2 separate regions of the Ovis aries genome follow, and region 1 is linked to region 2. Evidence: chromatin contacts called from public Hi-C data. All regions are on one chromosome and are shown on one strand. The core of a region is the stretch at or near the end of the contact, and the rest is flanking DNA. Distances in the headings are between cores, read along the strand shown. Region 1 overlaps BRD4 (bromodomain containing 4). Region 2 overlaps AKAP8 (A-kinase anchoring protein 8).

Region 1 (2,805 bases), core at 135-2,634, 93 kb after region 2:
GGTACCAAACACAACGCAAGCGTCAACTCCTCCGCAGACCCAGACCCCTCAGCAGAATCCTCCACCTGTGCAGGCCACACCTCACCCCTTCCCTGCCGTCACCCCAGACCTCATCGTCCAGACCCCTGTCATGACAGTGGTACCTGCCCAGCCGCTGCAGACGCCCCCGCCAGTGCCCCCCCAGCCGCTGCCCCCACCTGCACCAGCCCCCCAGCCCGTGCAGAGCCACCCGCCCATCATTGCAGCCACCCCACAGCCTGTGAAGGTGAGTGTCCTGTGTATGTGTGGCCCAGCCTGGTCACTCTGTAGCTTCCGCCCCGTCAGCTAAAAGGACTGCCTTCCCACTCCCCCAGTTGCAGTGAGGCTTATAGGAGACAGTCACTCATCCTTGCCAATGCTTCTGGTTCCCAGGGCACTTGTGGGTATTTCGAGGGGACATCAAGCTGTGTTTAAATCAGCACAGCCCCAAAGCTGCTGACCCAGAGATCCCATAATTGAGTAACGCCTCCCAGGTGGTTGCCACCCCCTTCCCGGTTCTAATTTAGACTGTGTGTTTGCAGACGCTGTCTTAAGTAGCCTCTGAGTGTGCCTTCTGTGGGTGGCCAGTGACAGGGGTGGGCTCTGGGAGAGGTCCCTGGCCTGTAGGAAATTGCTTGCAGAAGTCCCTTTGGCCTCTGGTGAGCAGATCCCACACTCGGTTATGTGCTTTCTCCTGCCACTGGGTCCTGTCCCAGCTGCAGAACAGAGTGGTGGGACAGAGTCTCCCTGTGTTCAGTCCTTCACCTTTGGGCCCTGTTCCCTGTGAGAATTGAGACCCTAGAAAGGACTTGGCTTCAGGAGTGACCCTGAGGGCCTGCTGTGCCAGCTGCTGCCTCTGACCATACCTGTCGCGCCTGTGCTCTTGGCAGACAAAGAAAGGGGTTAAGAGGAAAGCAGATACCACCACCCCTACCACCATCGACCCCATTCATGAGCCGCCCTCACTGCCCCCGGAGCCCAAGACTGCCAAGCTGGGCCCCCGGCGGGAGAGCAGCCGGCCTGTTAAACCCCCGAAGAAGGACGTGCCTGATTCGCAGCAGCACCCGGCGCCAGATAAGAGCAGCAAGGTCTCAGAGCAGCTCAAGTGCTGCAGCGGCATCCTTAAGGAGATGTTCGCCAAGAAGCACGCGGCCTACGCCTGGCCCTTCTACAAGCCCGTGGACGTGGAGGCCCTGGGCTTGCATGACTACTGTGACATCATCAAGCACCCCATGGACATGAGCACAATCAAGGTGAGTGGATGTGTCCCTGACCCCGTAGGACAGGAAAGGCCAGCACCTCTGAGGCTTGTCCAGGAGGAGGGCCCAATCTCAGGAGCTGTCTAAATCTCACCAACCCAAAGCGGCCCAGCGCCCCCTGCTGGGGGTTGTGGAGGGCTGCAGCCCCCAAGATCCTGGGACCCTGCTGGTCATGGACAGCAGAGCTGCCCCTTCGTCCATCTGAGGCTAGCCCTCTGTGGTCTCAAGGCCCAGTGCCCATAGACACCCTCGCGTGGCAGGCGCTCCAGGAGGGTTTGGAGAGTGGTGACTTTGACAGGCCCTTAAGAGGCATATGAGTGCTGGCATTTAAAACATATGTATGTTTATATATATATATATGTTTTAAACATATATATGTTTGTATCTATATTTAAATATATGTTAATATATATTTATATATATGTTTAATATATATATTTTAAACGTGTGTGTGTGTGTTTTCTTTGGCTGTGCTGGGTCTTAGTTGCAGCACATGGGATCTTTAGTTGCAGCATGCAGGAGCCAGTTCCTTGACCAGGGGTTGAACCAGGGCCCCCTACATTGGGAGCTCTGAATCTGAGCCACTAGACCACCAGGGAAGTCCCAAGTGCTGGCATTTTCTTGGCATTTTTGGTTTTGTTTATTTTAATCCTTTGGCATTTTTTCCATGTGGGAGTGGAGTAAACCTGTCCAAACTTGGGCAGAGCAGAGGACATTGCTGTGTTGCTTTTGATTGATGTCCTGTCCGACATCAACAGGACAAGTACAGGCCAGGTCAGAACTAGGCCCAGCACTCTCTTTACAGTTGTAGCTTAAGCTTTGTCTCTATGGATCCTGTGTACTCTTGCCAGGCACAGTGGGTTAGACGCTAGCAGGGCATTTCCTGGCCTTGAGACTTGCTGTTAAAGTATCTCTGTGTCCACCTGATGCTGAGGACTGAGGTAAATAACTTCTCCCCACTGCTACTGCTGCTAAGTCGCTTCAGTTGTGTCCGATTCTGTGCGACCCCATAGACGGCAGGCAGCCCACCAGGCTCTGCCGTCCCTGGGATTCTCCAGGCAAGAACGATGGAGTGGGTTGCCATTTCCTTCTCCAGTGCATGAAAGTGAAAGTGAAGTCGCTCAGTCGTGTGCGACTCTTTGCGACCCCATGGACTGCAGCCCAGAGGTCTGTGTTAAACTCTGAGCCATTGAGAGGTTGACTTGCTCCTGCAGACAGCCCTTCTTGGAGCAGGGGCAGCCGTGACTAACCAGGACCCGTCCTGTCTTTTCAGTCTAAACTGGAGGCCCGTGAGTACCGTGATGCTCAGGAATTTGGTGCCGATGTCCGATTGATGTTCTCTAACTGCTACAAGTACAACCCTCCTGACCATGAGGTGGTGGCCATGGCCCGCAAGCTCCAGGTGAGGCTCCGGGGCAGCTCCGGGCGTGGCACCCCGCAGCAGAGCAGGCTGGGGTCCTGGGCGGGCCAGGCCTCTGGGGGCCTCAGCAGGCTTTACTTGTCTCTTGCTTTGGTATAATGCCATGTT
Region 2 (2,700 bases), core at 92-2,591:
AGCTAGTCCTGTGTCTTCCTTAGTTGTGGGTTGAGGCTTAGGTCAAGGTCCCTCAGCAAGCGATGGACCAAACTGGCGCAGAGGCCCATCCCCCTCCTCTTTTTTCTGCTTTGACCTCAGGCAGGTGGAGTGTGATAATGCAAAAGCCAGCTGTGGGATGACTTTTAGGGGGGCATTGTTGTGGTTGTGCTGCCTTCTTGTAAGACTGGCACTCATCTCCTTCAAGGAGATTCCTTTATGCTCCTCAGAAGCACTTGTTCTCTGGTGTGACAAGTATGACTGTAACTCACAAATATGTTCACAGGTTATGGGGCATGGAGTGCTGGACCTACCAACACCCAGGGTAAGTGAGACCTGCTTGTCAGGGAGGCATGGGCTACCCGCCCCCAGCACTAGCATGAACATAGCTGGAACCAGGAAGCCTTTTTTGTAAAGGGCCAGATAGTAAATTTTTTTACTTTGCAGGCTATATGGTCTCTATAGTGCAGAAGCCACCATAGACAGTTTATAAACAAGTAGGTAGGACTGTGTGCCAATAATGTTTACATAAAGACACTGAAATTTGCATACCATGTGATTTCCATTATGTCATCAAACAGTCTTTATTTTAACAATTTTTGTTCTATCTTAAGTAAATAGTCGAGGGTATAACCAAAGATTTTTATAAATAATACTTTCCAGTAGTTTTAGGCTTATGGGATTGATCAGATAGTACATAGAACTTCATATGCACACTCACAGTCTATCTTCGACTCAGGCACAATTTCCTTTATTATTATAGTTAGCAGAATGTGTTACAGTTTATAAGCCAGTGTTCATACAATGTATGGTCTATAGTTTACATTAGTTTTTACTCTGTTGCACAATTCTGTGAGTTTTGACAGATACGAAAATGTGTCTTTTGTCAGAATTTGCATGCTATGAAGTATTATTTTGACTTTTTTTATTTGTTTGTTCCCCAACCGTTTAAAAACATAAAACCCATTCTCAGCTTGTGGGCCCTACAAAAACAGGGCTGTGGACTGGATTTGGCCCTAGGCCCGTCCATGGACCCGGCTCAGGAGTCCCCATCCTGGTACTTAGTGTGTTTGAAGAACTAGAATGTACTCTCTGGTGGGCGAGGTTTTCTGCTTTTTGCCAGCATTTGTTCCAGGGGATTGGTTGAAGGTTTCCTTTGTTTTCTGAGCCTGGAACTTGGCCCTTGCACCACTGGCAGCAGGGTTGCTTTTGAGTCACTTTTCCACCCATCACCTAGTGTCCCAGCAGGAGGCCTTGTGTGTTGCCCAGGCACACGATGTCCCCTGTTCAGTTGAGCTGGGGACGTGATTTTCCACCAGTGCACTCCGTGCTGTTGGCGGTGCCTTAGATCTGGCGCCTGGTGAAACTGGCACTTTGGAACAGCTCTGCCTGGGGGCCTGGCCTGGCAGCCTCTTCGCTGCTGGCCCACGCTGGATGAGCTTCCCGGAAAAAGACTGTAGTGTCCTTTCTGTTGCCCTAAAGGACAGCTTCCTTAGGAGAGATGCCCTGGTTACGCTTAGCTGAGCATTTCTGTAGGAAATGAGTTTTACAGCTAGTGGACCCCACCTTTCCTGACCTCAGTGGGCAACCAAGGGTGCCTCCTTGCAACACTGACCTAGCCACCCCCAGCTCTGGCCCTGTGGATAGTGGAGTGAGGTGATGACCGTCCTTCAGTGCCTAGGCTGGGGTCGGGGTGAGGAACTACGTCTCAGATGCCTTCGTTTTGTAAACCGAAATCTTGTATGTTTTTGTTTCTTCTAATTTAAGGTACATATGGAACTGGTGTGGCCAGCTGGCAAGGTACGCCCTTCTAGGGGTCTGTGGGTGGGTGAGTAGGCCTCTGACCAGCTACCTCGAGGGGCTGGGGTGCAGGGACCCCCATCTCCCATCCTTGGTGTGCTCATGGTTGTCCTGAAGCCTCAGCAGACTGGGTCTGAGATATGGGGGAGGGCTGGGGGCAGCGGGGGAGGGCTGGGGCAGGCCTCCGAGGGAGCTTGCTGGAGGTCGGGGGTAGGGAGGGTTGTGGTGGTGGTCTGCTCTTTGGTGGGTCCATCAGTCTTCCAACTGCCAGCTCCTGGGCTCTCTGGCTTTGGATGAGAACCAAGTCTTATGATTCGGTATAGAAAACCCACCGCTCAGAGTTGAGGCCGTGCCCTCCTGCCACCTGTTGGCAGGTGACGTGTGCAGTGCTGGGGCAGTGGCAGCAGCCCTTGGTCCCCGGACCCTCTTTCTTCTCCATAGGCGGCGGGTGCTCCTTGCCTGACTTGTCCCCCAGGGACTGGTCTTGTAGCTGCTGAGATCTGACTTAGCTCTTCCTCCCTCCATCAGGTTATGAAAACTACAATTACTATGGTGCCCAGAACACCAGCGTCACCACCGGAGCAACTTACAGCTACGGCCCAGCCTCATGGGAGGCCACCAAGGCCAGCGACGGCCTGGCGCCTGGGGGCCCTGCCATGCACATGGCTTCTTACGGCCCAGAACCATGCTCTGACAGTTCTGACTCCCTCATCGCCAAGATCAACCAGCGTTTGGACATGATGTCCAAGGAAGGAGGAAGGGGCGGGAGCAGCAGCGGTGGGGAGGGCATGCAGGACCGGGAGAGGTGATTATAGACCTGAGCCCTTCCCGAGGGTCCCGGGTGCCCCGCTTTGTATAGAGGGAGTGGGCACCTGCTCGTCC

The links. Hi-C and Micro-C count contacts between places; a contact is called where the count stands out from the background.
Region 1: a contact with region 2 is called in a Hi-C map of mixed tissues, with 2.9 times the contacts expected there. The contact joins two enhancer-like sites. A contact is called at or near these places in 3 of 16 Hi-C or Micro-C datasets (hypothalamus, liver and mixed tissues).

Annotation. Positions count from the first base shown.
Region 1 is chr5:7,690,242-7,693,046 of ARS-UI_Ramb_v3.0, forward strand. BRD4 (bromodomain containing 4) reads left to right here. Exons shown (of 20, transcript XM_027979120.3): 5 at 1-265; 6 at 909-1,271; 7 at 2,551-2,679. Among named protein-coding and RNA genes, the nearest start is that of EPHX3, 28 kb to the right of the region's middle. Within about 2 kb of position 1,385, at least 11 of the 54 cell types and tissues checked have an H3K27ac peak or open chromatin away from gene starts, as enhancers often do.
Region 2 is chr5:7,597,665-7,600,364 of ARS-UI_Ramb_v3.0, forward strand. AKAP8 (A-kinase anchoring protein 8) reads left to right here. Exons shown (of 14, transcript XM_004008462.6): 2 at 305-343; 3 at 1,786-1,818; 4 at 2,347-2,623. Among named protein-coding and RNA genes, the nearest start is that of AKAP8, 4.0 kb to the left of the region's middle. Within about 2 kb of position 1,342, at least 8 of the 54 cell types and tissues checked have an H3K27ac peak or open chromatin away from gene starts, as enhancers often do.